Regions from separate parts of the Mus musculus genome. Here regions 1, 2 and 3 are each linked to region 4. A link is a contact called in public capture Hi-C and promoter capture Hi-C data. All regions are on one chromosome and are shown on one strand. The core of a region is the stretch at or near the end of the contact, and the rest is flanking DNA. Distances in the headings are between cores, read along the strand shown. Region 1 holds the start of Cass4 (Cas scaffolding protein family member 4). Region 2 holds the start of Fam210b (family with sequence similarity 210, member B). Region 3 holds the start of Mc3r (melanocortin 3 receptor). Region 4 holds the start of Cyp24a1 (cytochrome P450, family 24, subfamily a, polypeptide 1).

Evidence for each region. Promoter capture Hi-C pulls out the DNA fragments that hold promoters and counts their contacts. Capture Hi-C pulls out chosen DNA fragments and counts their contacts.
Region 1: a promoter capture Hi-C map of embryonic stem cells shows a contact between it and region 4, with 8 times the contacts expected there. The contact joins the promoter of Cass4 here to the promoter of Cyp24a1 in region 4. A contact is called at or near these places in 5 of 39 promoter capture datasets (the HPC-7 cell line, cranial neural crest, embryonic stem cells and 2 more).
Region 2: a contact with region 4 is called in a promoter capture Hi-C map of embryonic stem cells, with 10 times the contacts expected there. The contact joins the promoter of Fam210b here to the promoter of Cyp24a1 in region 4. A contact is called at or near these places in 3 of 39 promoter capture datasets (cranial neural crest, embryonic stem cells and hippocampal neurons), 1 of 15 datasets of contacts at CTCF or cohesin (the NIH/3T3 cell line), 1 of 484 Hi-C or Micro-C datasets (the G1E-ER4 cell line), 1 of 115 datasets of contacts at active chromatin or transcription factors (embryonic midbrain) and 1 of 9 other capture datasets (embryonic stem cells).
Region 3: a contact with region 4 is called in a capture Hi-C map of embryonic stem cells, with 7 times the contacts expected there. The contact joins the promoter of Mc3r here to the promoter of Cyp24a1 in region 4. A contact is called at or near these places in 6 of 39 promoter capture datasets (the 3T3-L1 cell line, cranial neural crest, frontonasal cranial neural crest and 2 more), 2 of 115 datasets of contacts at active chromatin or transcription factors (astrocytes and embryonic forebrain) and 1 of 9 other capture datasets (embryonic stem cells).

What each region holds. Positions count from the first base shown.
Region 1 is chr2:172,390,253-172,395,508 of GRCm38.p6, forward strand. Cass4 (Cas scaffolding protein family member 4) reads left to right here and starts at 3,392. Exons shown (of 7, transcript NM_001080820.3): 1 at 3,392-3,753. The coding sequence starts at 3,718.
Region 2 is chr2:172,341,810-172,346,979 of GRCm38.p6, forward strand. It overlaps Fam210b (family with sequence similarity 210, member B), which reads left to right and starts at 3,768. Exons shown (of 3, transcript NM_025912.4): 1 at 3,768-4,038. The coding sequence starts at 3,853.
Region 3 is chr2:172,244,237-172,249,916 of GRCm38.p6, forward strand. Mc3r (melanocortin 3 receptor) reads left to right here and starts at 4,256. Exons shown (of 1, transcript NM_008561.3): 1 at 4,256-5,680. The coding sequence starts at 4,624. The coding sequence ends at 5,595.
Region 4 is chr2:170,495,122-170,500,890 of GRCm38.p6, forward strand. Cyp24a1 (cytochrome P450, family 24, subfamily a, polypeptide 1) reads right to left here and starts at 2,024. Exons shown (of 12, transcript NM_009996.4): 1 at 1,396-2,024; 2 at 1,053-1,243; 3 at 203-296. The coding sequence starts at 1,653. Gm16796 (predicted gene, 16796) reads right to left here. Exons shown (of 3, transcript NR_040367.1): 3 at 4,236-4,645. It also overlaps a transcript of Pfdn4 not described here.

The sequences.
Region 1 (5,256 bases), core at 2,142-4,641, 1.9 Mb after region 4:
GAATTCAGTTCCTCGTAAGTAAAGCACCTATCACAGTCCAGCTACTTTTTGAGACTGCGCTTGATGCTCAGAGAAACAGCTGCCACATGGCACACCAAGCCTGAAGGCTGGCCCAGTCCCAGGTGACTGGTAGGTAAGCCTAGACCTGGCCCTGTGGCCCTAACCAAACCATAATGCGCTGGAGTCCCAGCTTCAGTGTGTGGCAGCCCGTCACATGGTACAAATGTCAGCCAACAGGACACAGCCTGCCACCACTATCCTCCTCTCTGCTGAGCATTGCAGAGAGCATGGGAGACCCTGGCAGGGAGGACTGGCTGCCCCATCACTGTGAACCCACAGCGGGACCTGGGGGTTTGAGGTCACTGGTTACCCACAAGCTCCTCTCTGTCCTGGTTTCACAGCTTTTCCAGGTGTTAAAACAAACACCACCACAAGAAAGGGGGCGGAGATGGGGGCGGGGGCAGGGGACGAAAGGAGCAAAATCAAGAGTTCTGTGGCTAGAGAGCATTGCTCTAGTAGTGTGGAGAGCTGGGCTTCTGATATTGAAGTCTTATTTCTTCGACAGTTTCATGCATATTCACATAATGTATTTTGAGCACACACACCCCGTACACACACTTATATAAATATAGAATCTTTTTAAAAAATGATTTCCGAGTATTGTGTGCATTTTGAGTGCCGGGAAATCCTCGGTGGCTTACAGGCTCACATGCAGAACGGGTTTAAGGAAGCAACTTCAGGTGAGTTCTGTGGAGGCCGTGCATGACCATGAAGATGTGTGCCCGGTCACTCTTGCATTCACTCGGATGACATCTGACCAAACACTCACCTCTGATCTCTTCCTCCTGTTTCCCTAATAAGTGATGGCATTTGGGCATGGACCTTGGGTTTTGGTAGTTTTCTGGATATGTGTTTGTTAGGGATGTTATTCACTCTCAGGAATTTTCTCAGATCCCCACATCCATTTTTGCCTTTAGAAATTAGTATAAGTAACAAATGCTTTTTTGTTGAGTTCTGCCTTATTTAAAGCATCAACATTGGCAGAGGCTTGGGCTATAGGTCAGTTGGCAGAGTGCTTGGGCTATAGGTCAGTTGGCAGAGTGCTTGGGCTATGGGTCAGTTGGCAGAGGCTTGGGCTATAGGTCAGTTGGCAGAGGCTTGGGCTATAGGTCAGTTGGCAGAGTGCTTGGGCTATAGGTCAGTTGGCAGAGTGCTTGCTTGCCATGCTCCAGGTCCTTGGTTTGACACCCAGCACCACATACATGGGTATGGTGCCTATAATCTCAACACTTGGGAGGTGAAGGCCGAAGGATCAGAAGTTCAAGGCCATCCTTAGCTACATAGAAAATGTGAGGCCAGCCTGGGCTACATGAGACTCTATTTCAAAACAAAGGAAGGGCTGCTGGGAGTGGTGGTGCACACCTTTAGTTCCAGCACTCCGGAGGCAGAGGCAGGAGGATCTCTGCAAGTGAGTCTAACCTGGTCTACAAAGTGAGTTTCAGGTCAGCCAGTAATATTACACACAGAAACTCTGTCTCAAAGAAAGAAAAAAAAAAAAACAAAAACAAGAAATAAGAAATAAAGAAAGGGAAGAAAGAAGGAAGGAAGGAGGAAAGAAGGAAGGAAGCAGGCATGAGGGGATCACTTCAGTAAATATCTGGACTTAAGGTCAGTGGCATAGCAGCTGAAAAGATGCTCAACACCGTCTGTAACTGCAGTTCCAGAGACTCTGACGCCTTCGTCAGGCATCTGTGGACATTGCCTGCACATTTACAGACATATGGGCAAAACACCACACACGTTTTTTTAAAAACTGGATGACTGATGGAGAGTGGCCTGCTACCAGGGATGCCTGGCTCGGTGAGCGAGAGCACGCCTTCTGATCTGTCCCTGTGCAGAGCAGTGGGCTGAAGCTCTTATGATTCACAACTCCTCTCTGCAGCTACAGCGTTTCCTAAAATGGAGCTCGCACTGCCTCTGATCTGACGCACCCCACCCTTTTCAGAATGTGTCTCTCTTGTGAAAAGCCTTCTGGAAATTACTACTTCTTCCCTGTGGACTTTGGCAGGGAGCATGTGGCTGACAGCTACTTCTATTTGCTAAGACAGATTCACACCGTAGTCCAGACTGGCCTAGAACTCTGAGGTGGCCCAGAACAGCCTTAAAGTCGCAGCTGTTCTCCTGTCTCAGCACTGTAGATGTGGGGGTGGGAGCATGCCCGGTTCTACATTTGTCTAGAGCCTGTTCATCCTGTCTAGTCATTGTCACCCCCTTTCGCTACTGTCGCCTGCAGATTGCTGATCACTGGTTCCTTAAAGACCATTTAAAATAGAGACAGCATTCTATCTGTTTGCTTGTTTTGATTGCATTTATTTTATCTGGGGAGGGAAGTATGCACACGAGTGGCAGTATGCATGCAGAGGTCAGAAAGACAGCTTGCAGGAGTCCTCTTCTCCCACCGTGTAATTCCAATAACTCCAACAAGTTTTCAGCTTAGCAGCTGACAGCTTCACCCACTGAACCATCTCACTGGTTCAATTTTTTTAAATTTACTTTTTTTTTCCACTTTGAGTTCGGGGCTGGCCCCAAACTTACTTTGTAAGTCAGGCTATCATTAAACTCACTGAGATTAGCCAGCCTCTGCTTTCTGGGAGTGCTGGTATCAAAGGAGAGTGCCACCGTGGTCTGGCTATGGCATGCTTTTTAAATCTCACACCTGGGAGGCAAAAATAGGTGGGTCTTGGTGAGTTTAAGGCCAGCCTGGTCTACAGATCGAATCCCAGGGGAGCTGGGAGGAGCTGCTTAGAAGAGGGGACCCTTATGCTGAAATGAAATGAAGCCTAAGCTAGTTTTGGGTTTTTGTTTTGTTTTCTTATTTGTTTGTTTGGTTTTTTTGGGGTTGTTTGTTTGTTTGTTTGTTTTTGGTTTTGGTTTTGTTTGTTTTTTGGTTTTTTTTTTTTTGTACTCCGTGGCTCCTCTCTGGATATTGGGTCTGAGTTGAGGGAAACTTTAAACTTGGGAAGTCGTGAGGACTCCACTTCATGAGTTCAGAGCACTCGCTTGACACAAAGAGCCAAGTGTGGGGCAGTATCTGGTGCTCTCAGCAGCGCCCGCTAAAATATAACCACGGAGAATTGGAGTGAAGGTGTAGAAAACGTGGGGTTCAGAGCAGGGCAGTTTACTCCTGTTACCCCAGCTGTCACACCGCAGGGGACAGGAAGGAAGACATGCTGACCCTCAGCGGAAGTCCAGCAGCTTTGCTTCATCATGGAAATGTGTTGCCTCGCTGGGTGGGAATTGTTCCATTAGTCTTCAAGGGACAAGAATGCGGTGTGATCCTACGCTGGGCTGCTCAAAGTAGGAACTTCACCTTGTAAAGCAGAAGGGTGGGTTTTTTTTTTTTTTTTTTTTTCTCCTTCTTCTTCTTTTGTGGTTTCACACAGCAAAGGAGTGTCAGCCTCCACTTACCATGAAGTGGGACAGCAGGCATGGAGGCGTGGGTGTGGCCTGAAGCTCTGGCCCCGCCTCCCCCGTTCCTTTCATTTGACTCTCTTTACTTGAAAGAATCATCTCGACTGTTTCCATGTGTTGGCAAACAGTTCCATAGAATCCAGCTCCTGGGAACCAGCCAGCAGCATGCAGTGATATTGCATCATTGGTCCCTGGAACCAGATATATCAGCGGCAGAACTCCGAGGACCCTGCTCACATCACAGCCATGAGAGGCACCAGCATCAGAGAGGGTGCGCCCAAGGTGAGTGACTGATTGGGGCTGAGTGCATGAGAGCAACAGTTGACTCAACTGTTTTTATCTTTGGGTCTCTAATGAACACGAAGGGTAGGTTATTAGTGGCAGGCAGGTTTGGAATGAGAAAGCTTTGCTCTTTACCAGTTGTTGGTTTCAAGATGACTGGAAATGATGGGGTGAAATCGGCAGGAGGCAGACAGCCCAAGCCCCCACTGTGTGTCTCTTCACCACTCAGCAAACTTCTTAAACATTCTCTCTTTCTCTGCATCCTGAAGGTGCTTAGTGTGGCTCTCAAGGATTCTGACTGGCTTGGGGCACTCACTTCTCTTGAATAGAGAGAGCTTAGACCTTGGCTCTACTCTTGCTAACTCCAATAAGGACACCCATGAACTGCCTTCGTGTTCCTTTGGGCGCTGGGGACTGGAACTCTGGTACAAACTGCAAGTCTGGGCCAGGAACCAAGAGACGGTCCTATAGCATATGTATAGCATGGCACACTGCTAACCCAAGAAGGGCACTGGAGCCTGAGATGTGACGATGGTACTTGCAATACAGGCATAAGGACCTGAATTCAGTACCCAGTACCCACATAAAAAAACAAAAAACAAAAAACAAAAACAAACAAAAAAAACAGGCATGAAAGCGTGTACCTGTAACCCCAGAGACGGCAAGGAGGTGACAGCAAGGTCCCTGTAGTTCTCTGGCCAGCATCCCTAAGACAAGCAACTCCAACTCCACACACACACACACACACACACACACACACACACACACACACACACACAAATAAAGTGGGTGGGTGATGGAGAAGGACATTGTGACATCAACTTTTGGGTTTCACACACCCATACTGTATGCGGGGGCTTGGGGAGAAGGAGGAGAGATCACAAGGAAAGTGAAGCTCACAGTCGTTGCTTTTCTGTCCCCTCCTATTCTTTCAAAATGTGATAGAATGGTAGATACAAAAGAGCCATGAAACAGTTGCTAAATGGGAGGCTGCTTGCCGGAATTAAATGTTGCTTGTCATTGTGATAGTAACAAGTGTTGGGCGTGGGATCCAGGGCTGGGGTCTGTGGCGACTCCTTGTTTAGATGACTTGTAAATATCTGAGTTGAGAATCTTGCCCCACAAAGCGCTGGGGAAGTGAGTAGTTGAGCCAGCCCCACTAAATCTTTCATCCAAAGGCATCCCCGCAGTTCCGGGCAGTCTGTCTCTCCGGCAGTCTGTCTCTCCGGCATACGGCCTCTGTCTGTACATCGACTGATGCTACAGCTCTGCTCACTGTTGCTGTTCAGCTTCGTGAAAATAAATAGCCAGCCCTGCACTCCTCCCTCCTGGGCTGGGGATGTTGTTCCGTTGGCAGAGCACTTGTCTCACAGGCACAAAAGCCCGGGTTTTGTCCCCAGCATGGGCTACACAGGCCTGTAACCCAAGATGATGGGGAATTCAAGGCATCCTCAGCCAGGGCCATCAACAACAGCAGGACATGCTTCATTCCTGTGCGTTTGA
Region 2 (5,170 bases), core at 2,518-5,017, 1.8 Mb after region 4:
CAGCCAGTCCTTAAAGCACTGAGAACTGGTTCCTTGATTCCGAGCCCTTTGCAGCACTGAGGAGTCTCACCAGGCCCCTTGTCAAGGACAAGGACAGAATGAGGGCCTAATCCCTTGCAGATGGCACTCCTGCTGAGGGACCTCTGGTGACTGTACTCCTGAAACCTCAATTCCTCATGTACAAAAAAATAATAATAATAAACAGAAAAGGGTCTGTGGATAGTAAGAACATTATTAAGCCCTGGACTCAATGCCCAGCACAGAGGGGAAGAGAGAAAGAGCACAGAGCAGCTGGGCTGAGTCTTTGGTCCTGCACGGCCCTGGTTCTCCTCTAAAGCATTTGTGATCTTGGTGGCTGCGGTTTGTACTCTTATAAAACTTTGAACTATTGTCTCTGGACATCCTATACAAGCAGAATGTCTGTATTATCTGAGATTTGAGGACATCATCCACAAGATGGACAAAATTAAGTTCAGGCATGGACGTCTGGGTGGGCTCAGCCTAAGATCTCCCTGGGTAACTTTTCAACCATTTATTTATCAAGGGATTTATTGGCAGTAACTCCTTAACACCTGACACTTGACATCTCCCTTCCCTGTGTGGTCAGATCAAACCAACGGGGACAAATCTCATCCCAGCCAAGAGGGACAATTGAGACCAAACCACCAGATGGCTGACCAGAGAGGTCTTCAGAGAATACTGTTCCGAAACAAGGTGGAGGAGTTGTCAGATCAAAATGAAGTCACACTGTACACAGTGAGTGGCACTGGCCTGTAATCTCAGTGTTTGGAAAACCAAACAAAGGACGACTATAAGTTTGAGGTCAGACCCTGTCCGAAAGCCGGGGACAGGAAAGCACAGCCACCTGTGTCAGCCTCTCCAAAAATAACTCCAGTTGAAACGTTACCTGATGCGAGTACCCGAAGTGCCTGAAATGCCTTCCGACCTCAGATGCTATTTGCGTTCTGTTTGTATTTCTGATGCAGAAACATCTTGGAGAATTTGAGACTACCTCATAGCTGCTTACTGTACTCCGATGTGGTCAATGATGTGCCGGAGAGTTCTGTTACGGAGGGGAAGCCATTCCGCCAAATGAGTAGTGTGCGTGTTGGAAGGGTGTCTCCGTCCTCATGGCATGAAGCTGGAGTGTGTGAGTGTGGGAAGGATGCTGTCCTCCACGTGGCGCAGAGCTCCTAAGTGTGAGTTACTACTAGCCGTGGGGGGTTATAGAGGGCAGAAGGGAGGAAGAGCCCTTTCACTTGCCGTATTCTGGACACACCTGTACTTGGGTGTGTACATTCAGAGCATCTACACACACACATTATTGATCATACGAATGAATGGTCAAATGGTCAATATGAACGAATGGTCAAAGGCTGGCCATTCCAACACACTGTTCCTCATCCTCTGTTAAATTTAAAGGGAAAAATTTAAATGTATTTCTCTCTCCCCCCAAGAACCATAAAGCAGAAATCACAAACTCAGTTCCTAGGAAGCCAGAGCGGGAGGCCTGAGTGAATAAAGGAGACCCAGACACAAGAGCATTGTGGGACCTAGGAGGCCCTCCAGATGAAGTGCTGGGAGCCCTCTCTGACACCTTTGAGACATTCCGGATCAAATGCCCTCTCCTTTTGTGCACCAGGCACTAGGTAACAGCCCACTCTAACATTTGTGTCAAGACTTCTCCCAACAGTCTTACAAGAGGAACTCTTAGGGTGTCTTCAATTTACAAGCGAAAAGGTGAAGCTCAGAGAGGCTGAGCCACTGACTCCAGGTCACACAGCTGGAGTTGCAGGACCAATGTGACTGAGGACTATACCTTTATTTTTTTTTGGAGGGGGGGGTTCGAGACAGGGTTTCTCTGTGGCTGACCTAGAACTCACTTTGTAGACCAGGCTGGCCTCGAACTCAGAGATCCACCTGCCTCTGCCTCCCAAGTGCTGGGATTAAAGGCATGCGCCACCACGCCCGGCTTAGGACTATACCTTTAACTCATCTTTATAGCTTGAACACCCTGAGCAGAAGCAGTCCACACAGGATCAGTCTGCCTCCTTCAGACACTGGTACCGGACTACCACAAACAGAGCTCAGGCATAACCAGCGTGGTTTCTGACTCTGAGAGCTCTGCCAAGCTGGAATCCAGCCAGCACATCTTGAGAATGTTAGCTTTATACATTTTATTCTTTTGGGTCAAGGAGACTGAGCTTGGGGGCTGGTCTGGAGCTCCTGCCTCTACTTCCCAAATACTGTAGTTATAGGCTGGGCCACGGTGCCTGTCCTGGGGACCGCTGGCATTGTTTCACTGAAGTATGATTGCTCTGCATAAAAGTGAGCTTTGCTTATTGTGGTGACCCTCACTGCCCTGTCAGCCCCCTGCTCCTTGAATCCCCGCCCAAATCCCACTCACAATCCTAGATAGCCGCTGACCTTTTTGGGGGGGGGGGTCCAGAATTTTGCCTGTGAACTTTGCATTCTCTGAAGATGAAATCCTCCTGCATGTTGTGTTTGTGGCTGGAATTTTCCATTTGGCAAAGCAGTCCTGAGACTTGTCCCTAGGATGAAGGTGTTCACGCCTTACTTTAAAAAAATTTTTTTATTATTATTGCATGGGAGGGAGCATGTGTACAGGCCAGAGGAGCACTTTGTGGAGACTGTGGCTCTCTCCCCCCACCTCCCAGCCCCCACCCCCACCTTGCCTGGGCCCCAGGGTGGAACTCAGCTTGGATAGCAAGTGATCCACAGATGGAAGTTCCATTCTCCAGCTGACAGATATCTGGACTGCCCTGCTATGAGTATTGCTGTCTTCTGAGCATGTGTGTAGGACAGGTTCTCCTGGGGTCGAGGCTGGCCTTGAACTCTTAATCCTTCTGTCTCAGCCTCCTGGGTGCTTGAGTTACAGATCTGCACCACCATGTCAAGATAACAGTTTACTATTATTTCTTTAAGTTATAAGAACAGAAGGGTTAATTTTGGCTCATGGGCCTAGAGGTCCAAGGTAGAGGGGCCACATCTAATGCCAGCAACGCCTTCCTGTGGGCCCAAGTCCCCAGGCAGTGCATAGTCACCAGGTAAGAGAGAGTGCCCTCTTGTCAGATTTTAGTCCGACAGAAATGTGAGTCTTTGCTTCTCTTGAGACACTATGGGAGCGGAGTTGCTGACCAACCTGGTTTGTGTACTTTTAACTATCTGTGAAAGTACAAAACTTTTCTCCACAGTGGCTGCTTTCATGTTCACAGCCGCGATATAGTAGGCTCATTTAGAGGGCTTCTTCAAGTGAGAGTTAACCTCTATAGTTCCTTTCTTCTTTAAAGCATTCACGTAAGCATCAGTCTTCCAGGTTTCACCCATTCGGCTGAGAGGAAAAACAAAGAATGCATTAGCCCTCGCTTGAAACAGCCGCCAGCCGCGCTCCACAGTCCGGAAACTCAAAATCCTGGAAAGTTCTGAGAAAATGCATTCCACAAAGAACTGGCCTGAGGTCCTGAGAACTAGGCTGATAGACTTGGCAGGTCCCCAGCCCCGCCCACTCCGCTTCAGGAGGCGGAACTTAGCCAAGGAAGCGGGGCTGAGGGGCGGGAACAAAAGAGAGCGAGCGTCTCCAGATGCCCCACCCACTCATGGATAGGCTGCTTCTGCGGAGGGCGGAGCTGTTGGGTGGAGCCCAAAACCTGCGCTCCGCTATAGAGCCCCGCCTATCCCACGCTCAGCTCCGCTCCGGGGGCGGGCCCTAAAGGTGTTGGGGCGGGGCCTGTCGGGGGGTGGAGCTCGAGGCCCCGGTCTCGGCCCCGCCCACCGCGCTGTGTTGGAGCTGATTCCCGAGTGGGCACACTGGAGCTGCGCTCGCGGCGCGCCATGGCCGGGCTGTTGACGCTGCTTGGCCCGGCAGGAAGAGTGAGCACCCGGCTGCGGCCCCTGGCCCCTTGGCTCCTGGGAACCGCCACCTCCTGTGCTCCACCGCTCTGGGCCTTAGCCTTGTCCCATCCGGTTCCGGACGCCCGACTGCTGCGCACGGCCCGCGGGGACTGTCTCAGCCGCCAGGTAAGACTCCCCACAGCCACTCGGACCCTGATCCCCAAGTGGCCGGAGCGCCGTGCCAGGGCCAGCCCCAATGGACAATTTTTACATTGCACCTGACCGAAACGGGTCACCTCCGGGGTCCCTGAGTTCTCAGATTCCTAGAATCCGAGAAAAATCTCTTTCAGTTAGCAGCCGGAGAAACTGAGGCTAGGAGTGGAATGGTGCGCTGCCCAAGGTCATGGAGTCGCCCGCCGAGCCCCAGTTTCGAAAGCCAGAACAGTGGCGTTACCGAGCCGATCGCAAGGGGCCTGAATTCTATATGAACTTCCAGTCCGGCCCCTGGACTTGTTCCTTTTGAAGTTCAGTTGAGGCCTGGGCACTGGGCCCAGGAGGCGGCATCGCCGGTGCCGCCGGTACATCTACCGCTTCCCTGTGCTCCTTGCGCCACCCTTTTATCTAGCTGGAAGAGCAGGCTCAGAGCAGGCAGTCCATCCCGTTTTGTTGTGGTTACTTGCCCTGAGTGCTCAGAGTGAAAACCAGCTTCCATTCAGACAGCAGCATATCTCAAGTAGGTCTCAAAAAAAAAAAAAAAAAAAAAAAAAAGCAGGAGTTCAGAAGTAGTAGATCGGAAGCGTCGAGGTCTGGGGGAGTCTGAAAGAAAGATCACTGCCATGAATCGGGCAGTTCTGAGTACTGTCTGCTCCCGTGGCTTTTCAGTTAGGGATTGGTCGCTTTCCTTGAGTGCCGAGCACAATGATGGAAGGACTTCCTTCCCCTCTCTCCTGCCTGACAGACAGGACACTGGCCTCAGCTCTGCTCCTGAGCACAAGTCAGGATACTCACAGCGTACCGTGCTTCAGGGCACCGCATAGCTTCCCTCTCCTCCAGAAAGTCTTCCCTGACTACCAGTAGTGTGCCCCCCCGCCCTATACTGTCTCTTCTCTAGCGCTCAGATCTTAGCTGCCTTCACGATCTGGTACAACCTCTCACCTTGTTCTGCCACATCAGCCCTGTTGGTAGCCTAACCCTAACCCTAACCCTAACCTTAAACACACACTCTGCCTTGACAGGTGTGTTTACAGCAAGGATAAGTCTGGTCTCAGGCTCATAGGATCCATGTCTCTGCTTGCTAAGTCAATCACTTTGATCAAAC
Region 3 (5,680 bases), core at 3,006-5,505, 1.8 Mb after region 4:
CCAGGGGAGAGGTGGTGTTCAGAGGCCAACTAGGTGATCCTTAGCAGTTGGAGTATAGACACAGTTTTAGGACTAAATCCCCAGCCAGCAGCTACGACAAGCCAAGCTCCAACGCTCAATCCAATACTCTAATTAAAGAGCCAACATGTAAAGATGGAGAGATGGTTCCGTCAGCAAAGTGCTTATTGCAAAGCCCGAAGATTGCTTCTGAACTCTCCTGTAAACACACAAAGAATCTGGGTGTGTTTATTATGGGAATCCCAGTGCTTTGCAGACAGAGGCAAGAGGATCCAATCTCTGGGGGGTCGGGGGAGAGGCGTGTCAATGATTAGTTAGCCTAGTGTAACCAACAAGCTCTGAGGTCAGTGAGAGACCCTGCCTCAAAAGCAAGGTGGAGAACACTTAAGAAATACTGAAGATTAGCCTCAGGCCCCCACATACACACATGCAAGCATTTTGCAACTACATACCCATATATGTGTGCATACACAAACACAGGCTCACATAAAATATAAAATAGGCATGTAACAGTGAAAGACATAGAGAAGAGATTTAATCCATGTTACAGCAAGTCTATCTCTTGAGCACTGAGCTGAGCTTTAAGCTAAATGAAAGCTAAAGGTAGACATGCTTATGTAGTCCTGGCCAAGGTACCATCTTGCCCGTCACTGATCTATTGTTGTCTCAGCTGTGGGGTGGTGTTATCCCCAGAGGTCACTAGTGTACAAGATGGTGAGGTCAGAAACTCACCCTCAGGGACAGTTGCCCCCATCTGGAGGGACTGGGTCTGTGGATCTACGTGCCTTCACTCATTAAAGTGAAGAGTCGTCCGAGGTAGACGCTGGTTTGGGACAATAGTCCATTCTGTCATCAGCCCTAAAGAGGGATACTAAGTTTGGTTAGGTAGGCAGACACAGATGAGGGCAGAAGTCCCTGGTCTTCACCGATCTTTTAGTTACCTGGTGGGCCCAAGTGAGGATTCTAAGCTAGGGTGCTTTGTCGTTGTTTGTTTGTTTGTTTGTCTGTTTGTTTGTGGCTTTAAAAAACAAAGGCAAAAGCCGTTTTAAAGTGCTATCACATAAAGATGCATGTTGGAAGCATCAAGTCTCCATGTCCTCTTCCAGAAGATGGAAACCAGGACGTCTTCCCAGGCCAAGTACAGAACAGGAAAAACCTCGTGGGTATCAAACGCCCCTGCCTTGCGACCCAGCTTTACCCACGACACTAGAGCCCTCAAACACACAGACCCAAGTGGTATGAGTACAGCTCTGGGTACAACCCTGATGATAAGAAGTCGAAGGAAGTTAAAGATCGTTTTCCTGCACCCAGGCGGCTTAGAATCAGGAAATTACATTAAAGGGCTGACAATCGGTGAAGTAGTATTTCACACCCCTCGGCTCACTGGCTGAGATTCCCATCCCCCGGATCAGTCTTGTTTTAGCAGAGGCTGACAGCTTGTGGATCTGTTTACAAACACTAAGAAGGTGGTGAGAGAATGCTCACATTTTCTGCAGAGCCTGCCAGCTCTTTAACTCCCTGAAATCCAACAGGGGAAACAGAATCCCAAACCCACCCTGAGCTGCAGATCCCCGCCTCCCCGGTGATTTGTCATCCAGTCACATTTACTTTTACATGAACTCATATCCACATCCTCTACCCAGTTTTCTCAGCCAGCCGTTCTCTGTTTTCTATCAGCGTGGGAAGGAGGGTACTTGTGTCTGTGAGGGGAAGTTGAGATCCATCCTGGCTTGTCTTCTGCCTGTTCAACAATCATCTATGTAGTAAACTTGACGCTGCCCATTTAAAATAATTTCCTCAGCTGGGAGATTTTATGGATATCCTAAATTTTCTTCTACACGAATTGAAAAGTTTGTTTGGGCCACAGTTGGCTGTTGCTAGGGGTAACCAGTGAGTAGTCAGTTAAAGAATGTCAGGTGATCGATACCCGTCTCTCCTGGCTGCCCATTACTGTGAGTCCAGAGGGAGGAAAGCATCCAGGAAACTTCAATACTTAAGTTCTGGTTATCAAATTACTATAGTTTTGAAAATTGTCACAGGCCAACCAAAATGGCATAGCCCTGGCTCCTACTGCTCCAGGTGACTCTGATGCAGAGGTCCAGTGGGGTCCTCATGCCCACCTGCCCCAGATGTTTATTCCCTCCAGACTTCAAGCATGGTAGGGCCTCTGCCCAGGGCCCTCCTCTACCTCAACCCTCCCAGAGACAGCTCTTCCCTTGGTCCCGCCCACATCCTTCAGCCCCAACCTTCACCCCACCAACTCACACACTGGATATCACCTCTTCATAAAAGTCCAAACCTACATCTATATCGCAGTCTAGGACGGGTCCTTGGCAAAGAACACCTCCCCTTTGCCCCCATGATCTCCTGATTTGTGTCCATCACCCTGAGCTATACTGTAGTGTACAGGCTCAGTTGGTCAGGCTACGTGTGGCAGGGTCTGCAAAGTATAGCTCCCATCTAAAAAGAGAAGTTGTGTTGCAAGTGAAAAGCTAGCAAAGAGCATGGAATCATGCACAGAAAAGCCAGGAAACTGGAAGGTTCATCTGTCTAGCAGCTTCATTGACGTCCAGGGTTTGGTTTGGAGCACTGGGGATCAAACTCATGCTCCTTACTTATTAGACACGTGCTCTACCACTGGGCTACATCCCAGCCCTCTTCATGTTTTTAATCTTGAGGCAGGGTCTCACTAAGTTGCCCAGTTTAGCTTTGAATTCACTCTGTAGCTCAAGCAGGACCTGGACTCAAAACTCTCCTACCTCAGCATCTTGAAGTCAGAAGAAAGCACAGCTCCCACCTCAAAGGGAGCCAGAGGTTGTTTATTTTGGAAGCAAGTATGAGTGGCTACGCCTGGTACATATATATGGCTTCAGCTCATCTCCAAATCAGGTTGCAGTATGGGAATGTTTTCATGTGGTTTTATAAATACAAAACAAAAGAAAGTAATAAATCATGGTATCTTTCAAGTATATTAGTGGGCATAGCATGTAGGCAGGTTACAGCAAAGCTGGGGACTTCTTGCTCTGGGTTTCTGATGCTGTGTCGTGAGGTGGGGTGGGTGGGAATTGGTGATCTGCAAATTTATTACATTCCCAAAGGTCTCCCGTAGTAGGTGATACCCACAATATAATATTACATCACACACAGGATGGCTATTATATGGTCTAAATATAGCCAAAGATAGCTGGGAGATGTGGCTCGGTTGGTAGAGTGCCTACCTAGCATGCATGTAGCCTTGGGTTCAATCCCCAGCACCTCAGAAGCCAGGCGGGGTGATGTGCCTGCAATCCCTGCAGTCGGCACACAAAGGCAGGAGGATCAGAAGTTTAACCTTATCCTTGGCTTCATAGTGAGTTCAAAGCCAGCCTGGCATAGGTGATACCCTGTCTGCAGAAAATAAAATAGCCCAAGATAGTTTGGCCATGAATCTGTCACATCCCAACTTGACACAAACAGGAAACTTCTGCTCAGACCAGCCTACATCTCTACCAGGTCCAGATGCTGATGTAATTTAGAAAGTAGCAATGACCACCTCAGCCTCCAGAAATCATGCCCTGACCAATCAAGAGCCATCAACATTGGAGCCAAACACTCTCCTCCCATAGCAAAAAAGGTTGAGACTCCCCGAAGGGCCAGGAGCAGTTGACATACTTTAATAATAAACTATTTTTAAATGAAGGCATGCATATTGTGTCTTAGACTTATTAAATTGCACGTTTAATGAACTATTAGTGCAGGTTTCATTTTTATGTGTTCTTGGAAATAAACAAAAATTGGTGTAATTCTCGTGACTGTGTTACTTGCTTCTCTATGGAGTTCCTGGGTGACAGCTGCAATATTGTCAATGTGTGAGCACAATTCTCTGATTTCTCTTCCTCCATCCTAGACGCTGGTTGGCGGTGGCGGGGGTCGGGGGAAGGGCTGGGCCAGCGCTTCTCTTGTTTCCTTCTGTATTTCTTACACCCAGTGCAGACCTGACCCATACCAACCCACAAACGGCCAGCAGCAGAATGAATGCTGATCTCTCTTTACCGGGCAGGTCCGAACTACTCCTACACGAGCGCAGGTGAGCAGTCCGGACTGCAGGGGGCGCCAATCTGCTTCCTCATCTCCCCGGTGGAACCCGGAGCCCCGACCTGCTGTCAGTCAGACAGTGCCAGCTGCTCAGTGGTCATTTTGCTGCACTGGAGATGAAGTAGGAGTTCCGATGCATAAAACCCGAGTGCTCTCTCTTCTCACATCTAGCGTCAAGTCCCACAACCCCTGGCTCGCTAGAAGTAGAGCTGTAACTGTAGCAACGGGTGTCGGGTGGGGATGAGAGAAGACTGGAGAGAGAGGGTCAGAGCTAGAGGGGATGAGGCAGGCTGATCAGACTCTGCACTGATTGCTGGAGACCGCAAAGGAAAGTTCTTTCTATGTCTCCAAGCCCCACTCCCTCTCTATCTATCTATCTATCTATCTATCTATCTATCTCTCCCTCTCTGGAGAAACTAAAGTCTAGACTGGACAGCATCCACAAGAGAAGCACCTAGAAGGAGAATTTTCCCCAGCAGCTTGCTCAGGACCCTGCAGGAGCCGCAGCTGGGACTGGACCTGCTGTTAACCATGAACTCTTCCTGCTGCCTGTCTTCTGTTTCTCCGATGCTGCCTAACCTCTCTGAGCACCCTGCAGCCCCTCCTGCCAGCAACCGGAGCGGCAGTGGGTTCTGTGAGCAGGTCTTCATCAAGCCGGAGGTCTTCCTGGCTCTGGGCATCGTCAGTCTGATGGAAAACATCCTGGTGATCCTGGCTGTGGTCAGGAATGGCAACCTGCACTCTCCCATGTACTTCTTCCTGTGCAGCCTGGCTGCAGCCGACATGCTGGTGAGCCTGTCCAACTCCCTGGAGACCATCATGATCGCCGTGATCAACAGCGACTCCCTGACCTTGGAGGACCAGTTTATCCAGCACATGGATAATATCTTCGACTCTATGATTTGCATCTCCCTGGTGGCCTCCATCTGCAACCTCCTGGCCATTGCCATCGACAGGTACGTCACCATCTTCTATGCCCTTCGGTACCACAGCATCATGACAGTGAGGAAAGCCCTCACCTTGATCGGGGTCATCTGGGTCTGCTGCGGCATCTGCGGCGTGATGTTCATCATCTACTCCGAGAGCAAGATGGTCATCGTGTGTCTCATCACCATGTTCTTCGCCATGGTGCTCCTCATGGGCACCCTATATATCCACATGTTCCTCTTCGCCAGGCTCCACGTCCAGCGCATCGCAGTGCTGCCCCCTGCTGGCGTGGTGGCCCCACAGCAGCACTCCTGCATGAAGGGGGCTGTCACCATCACTATCCTGCTGGGTGTTTTCATCTTCTGCTGGGCGCCTTTCTTCCTCCACCTGGTCCTCATCATCACCTGCCCCACCAATCCCTACTGCATCTGCTACACGGCCCATTTCAACACCTACCTGGTTCTCATCATGTGCAACTCCGTCATCGACCCCCTCATCTACGCCTTCCGCAGCCTGGAGCTGCGCAACACGTTCAAGGAGATTCTCTGCGGCTGCAACAGCATGAACTTGGGCTAGGATGCCCGTGGAGGTGTTCCACATCCAGCCAAGAGACAAAAACAACGCTCAGACGGGACGTAAAAGGGTGTTAGGAGCTGGAACT
Region 4 (5,769 bases), core at 774-3,273:
CGGTGGGATTACTTTAGGATTTGGAGCAGATGAGTTTGCGGGAAGAGGAAGGAATGAAAGGCGGAGAGAGACAGCATCTCCCTTCAACCACCCATGATCCACAATTCTTTTCCCTTTGTATTTAGAGCTGTGACCCAAAGTCCCCCGGTTAACAGCTCTCTGTCGCAGAGAGCCGCAGGAAAGCTGGCCCCAGTGCACAAACCTCATTGATTTTCTTGTCCAGCTTCATGATTTCCACGGGCTTCATGAGTTTCTTTTGGAAGGCGCTGCGGACCCGCTGCCACTCCTGTCCTTCCCTGCAGAGAAGGGGTATGCTTAGAGCACCACGAAAGAGGCTGCGCAGTGATTCGGGGAGCGCAAAAACTAACCCTGAAGATCGCCTGGAAAAGTCTCAGGAATCTTAGCTCTCAATGAATATTCGCGGCCGCCATCAGCCATCACTGACCCGAAAGAGGCTCACTGTGTCTCTCCGTGAGCTGATAGTTTATGGTAGTTATTTTCCTCAGTGGTGTAGGCTCTGACAAGATGTCTGTGCTCTAAATGACCCCCACCTATGGTCATGCGAGCAAACTCAGGGAGTTATAAACACAAAATAAAAACAACATGAAAATAGGAGAGAGAATTGTTGGGACAAGGGAGAATCTCAATAGGAGTGGGTGGGAGTATCAGAGAGGGCACTGAGTGATGAATGCGACCGGAAATACATTATAAACACGTATAAAATTGTCAAACAACGTTAAAATATTTGGTTTGACGTTAGGGTTAAGTCTTGCCCAAGACGACACCTGGAAGGTGAAGCCCAAATAAAGCGGGCATGGTGCTTTTGATGTGTCCTGTTGGGGGAGGCAGCATGTGTGCATCCCTTCACTGAATAGCTTGTGAGGGGAACCCACTCTCTACAGCACAATTTCAGGATGGCACCAGCTCTAGGTAGAGCAGGGGCTTTATATTCGTTGTCCATACGTCCCAGGGAACTCTAACGACTCCCCTTCCCCACTGTCCCGCACGTCCAGCCTCCCATCGTCTCCGTCCAGCAGAGGGGACTGACTCACAGGATCATCAGCCCGTAGGCTTCGTTGCGATGGTCCCGATAGGCTTTCCAGGGTTTGATCTCTAGCCGCTGGGGATGCGCGCTCTCTGTGCGGTACAGAGCTTCCAGCAGGCTCGGCGAGCCCAGATGCACCGAGTCGAAGGAGCCCAGCTTCATCCGGAAAATCTGGCCATACTTCTTGTGGTACTCTGCCTGCAGCGGGGCGGGCCAAATGCCATCAGCGCGCATCCTCAGGTGCCCCGGGCGCTTCTGCCTCGAGCTGCTGACCTGAGCTCCCCCTGCCACCCCGACCGGAAGGAATAGGGAACAGGGGACAATAGGTGATTAGGAAACAAACTATTTACCAGTGTGTCGTGCTGTTTCTTCAGGCCACCTTTCCAAAAAATCTCCAGTAGGCTGCCCAGCAGTGGCCAGTTGGTGGGTCCAGGTAAGGAGGTGACGTTCCGAGTCTCACCGTCGGTCATCAGCGGGCAGAGGGGCACCTCTTTTGGCGCACGCTTCACGTGCGCCTTGGATGTCACGGACCTTGGGGGTTGCCCGAGGTCCCGCAGCCGGCGCAGGAAAGCGATCAGGGGGCGCCTTTTGTCAATGGGGCAGCTCATAGTAGCAGGCGACCCGTGACACTCGAGGAGCAGTAGGGACTGAAATGGGTAAGGTATTTCGGAAGTGCTGTTGGGTTCTGAAGTTTTGGCGATTTGGGGAAGAGAGGCAAACAGAAGCCGCGGGTGTGGTAAAATACTGTACAACAGGATGGACTTGGAAGAGGCAGATGCCCAGGGATGCTGCAAGGTGCAGTTGTTTAGGGCGCAGGTCCCTGCCCTGAGCTGGCCACAGTGGCTGGGGAAGAGCGGCCGGGGTTTGGCCCGAGTACTCTGTGGCTTTGCAAATTTGACTTCTAAGGTCTAAAGCCACGAGGGGTCAAGGAGGGTCGAAGGGATGCCGCCAGGTCTGATGTACCTCCTTGTGCCTCCCCGAGCTCCCGGGCTTAGGGACCTCGTATTTATGGGAACAGGGCATGCTGGAGGTGGCCAATGAGCACGCTGAATAAGGGCGGAGGGGGACCGACTGGCAAGGATGGGAGGGACGCGGGGGGCGGGTGTGGAAAGAGGATGGAGTCAGCGAGGTGAGTGAGGGCGCCGGGGCCTCGGGTGACCGACACGCTGCTGGCCCGGCGGACGCACCGTGGTGGACTCCACCCCGGAGATAACCTGAGAAAGGCGAGTCGAGCCCAGGGTTCAGCGGGTGCGCTGCGAGCACGCCTCCTCTCCCTCCTCCTGCAGGTTGCAGCCGGCCTTGCAGGAGCCCAAGGCTGCGCTTGCACAATCGCCACTCAGGGCGGGCAAGGTTCCTGAGGACAGTGCGGAAGACCGCCCGCGCTTGCCAAGAGAGTGGAGAGCGAGCCTGCCTCCCAACATCCCGGGAGACAAGTTTTCGTAGCCTGAGCTGGACTTCCTTTGGATGAATGTTGCCTTTTTGAGCCTCTGAAGGAAGAGAGGATTTGAAACTTACTAGGATATACCAACAAGTGGGGGGGGGGGGGGGGCGGAGATAATTTTCTTACCCAGGGTCTTAAGCTAGGCAAGAAAGCCCAATGCGATTTGCAGAATTTCCTTACCAGATTCCTCGATGCTTCGGGTTGGGTTGTTAGGGAACCGAATAAATGAATGCACGTACACAGGTGTATGTCCTCAACAAAGGATGCTAGTGGCTTTAGTTCTGCGGGAGACTGTGGAGTGCCTTGAGGGCATGGCTTGGTTCCTTTGGAGTGCTTCCCAATGTCCCCTTAAGCCTTTCCTTCTTGCACACCGCCCACCCTTCGCAGAGCAGAGGCACCCACCGATTCCTAAGCGCCCCCACTTTCTCCCTAAAGCAGGCAGAGTTAGCCACAGATGCACCCTTGCTTTTGTATCTGGATAGATTAGAGCTCACTTTCCTAATTCTGGAAAGGAAATTGGTCTTCACTGATTTAAAGTGACTCATATTGTTTCCTGCTGTTCCAATGCCAAGCGCCAGCAACCAGGCAGGAGGCAGAGACTTTCCTCCTCGGCTTTCCAGTCACCTGACCGAAGGTTACTGTGACCCAAGCAATAGCAAAGTCTTCCGTAAACACCTGTCTGCTTCTGGAAAGGCTTTTGCAAATTTGTGATTTGTGCTCCAATACTGTCGTCTCGAATTTCCCCTAAGAGGTCGTGCTAACAAACAAACAAAAACTGCATATATGCAATAATTTATATGAAATCCACTAGATCAATGTTAATATGCACTGTCGTGTATACGGCATGCACTATAAGTTCATGTAGTCTCTTGTGTTTCTGTGAAACATACATTTTATAATATATGTAGTGCACTGTAGGCCATGTGAAAGTACCATATGTTAGACTTTCAAGAGCCTGTGACAAAACTGGAATTTCACTCCAATACTTATTTATTGATTGATAATTTATTTATGTATTTACCTCCCAAATGCTGCCCCCTCCCCCATCCCCTCACACTTCCTCCCTCCACTTCCCCTTCACCTCTGAGAGGATACCCCCCACCCCCACCCTCGTGGTTTATCATGTCTCTGGCAGGATTAGGCATATCCTTTCCTACTGAGGCCAGACAAGGCAGCTCTCTGCTGTGTATGTGCCAGGAGACAAATTTCACTTCAGCTCAACATCAAAAACACGTGAAAGAACCGTAACCCCACCCCCACCCCCCTGCCCATTGTCACAGACATTAGTAGCCCCAATGGCATTTGGATCCCAGTTTCTAACCCAGCCTGACTCTTCAGCATCGACATCCATATGTATCATTATTTCTATTGCTTTCTTGAGACAGTCTCATAGCCCAGGCTAGCTCAAACCCCTCATCCTCCTGTTTCCACCTCTAGAGTGTTGGCTGATGGTTTATTTCACCATGCCTAACATCACCTGGCCAATCATATCACTCTCTTCCATGGCGATGGAAGTATTCCTTCCATGACGATGTGCCCCAGAGGAGGGTGGGATCAGAACTTTCTCGTTTGGGTACGTGGCAGAGAGTGGCAGAGAGCATGCATCCTTAGAGGGAGGTGTTATTTCCGCATCTCTTCTCACTTGTGCCTGGATGCTGCAAAGACCCCATCCTTGGGTGTGTGTGACAACTGTCTTGTTATTTCAGCCAGTGAGCTACTATTTCTTTTCCTTTTTTTTTTTTTTATTTTGCATGATCAAGACCGAGACAGGTTTCAGACAAAGTAGATTCTCCTGGGAGTTTAACGTTAGACAGTTTTTGTTTGCTTTGTTTTTGAGACAGGGTCTCACGATGTAGTCCTGGCTGTCATGGAACTTGCTATGTTGACCAGGCTGGTTTTGAACTCACAGAGATCTGCCTGCCTCTGCCTCCTGAGTGCTGGGATTAAACTTATGTGCCACACTGAATGCTAGCACTAGACCGCTTCATGAATTACAAAGAGATACTCAGAAGTACAGGAAATTATTAGCTAGTGTATTTATAGAAGTAAATTAGAGAATTTCAGATTCATAGAAGTCCATGTCTCCTGTTCACTGGGGAGAGTCCCCAGTCTCAGCATAGAGTTTATTGGAGGTCCATTGAGTGGGACATTTGTCAGTCCTGGAAGAGGTTCAGAACACCAAAGTGATTATGTTGCGCATACTCTCAGGAACTTAACCTTCTTTCCTGGGCTTTGGGCCTCCCTCATTCCATGGCCTCTGTGAGGCATGCAGCCATTACCTCTCAGAAATTCCTAAAGAAAGATCTGAAAGTGGCTCCTAAGAGCCAACCCCATTCCCAAGATCTGCCCAGGCCACCTCTACTGTTCTGAGAAATCCTAACTATCTCCTGCAAAGATTGATTAGATTCATTAGACCCTAGCCTTTCTACTATGCAACCACACATGACAGTGTGTGTGTGTGTGTGTGTGTGTGAGTGTGTGTATGAGTGAGTGTGTGTGAGTGAGTGTGTGTGAGTGTGTGTGTGAGTGAGTGTGTGTGAGTGTGAGTGAGTGTGTGAGAGTGAGTGTGTGTTTGTGTGAGTGTGTGTATGTGTGAATATGTGTGAGTGTGTATATGTGAGTATGTGTGAGTGTGTGTGAGTGTGTGTGAGTGTGAGTGTGTGTGTGTGTGTGTGTGTGTGTGTGTGTAGGGCGGAACCTGTTGGAGGGCAAGGGCTTGATTTGGTCCTCTGTCTTGGGAAATACAAAACTCTTTCAAATATATGGGTTGGCAATACAATTTTGAGTCTCAAGCCTTGGCTGACCTAGGGTGACCTAGCTGCTTTTTGATTGCGGGAATTCGGAGGGCTGCTGACTTTTCATTTCTTGAGCAGAAGGTGGTGGAACCAACCTCACAGCCAAACTCAAACATCACAGAAATGGGAAGAGTGCCAACATAGGCTCCTGTGAGGATGCTGCACAAAGTCCCCAGCAAAGTGAGACGTTTAAGAACTTACCTTGTAGTGCTGTGCATTGCACACCTGGTTCCTTGGGACCCAGAGGGAGGGTGTTTCAATCATGATATCTGTGCTCAACTAGATAGTGGCAGTGTGTGTGTTTGTGGTGCTGGAGGCTGATCACAGAGCCCTGTGCACACCAGAGAAGCATTCTACCACGGAATCTCCTGACTCTTATTGTTTTGAGACAGTGTCTTTCTGAGTTGCTTAGGCTGGGCCCAACCTTGCTACTGTCTTACCTAGGCCTTGCAAGCAGCTGAAGTCATGTTGTTTTGATTCAGTAAACT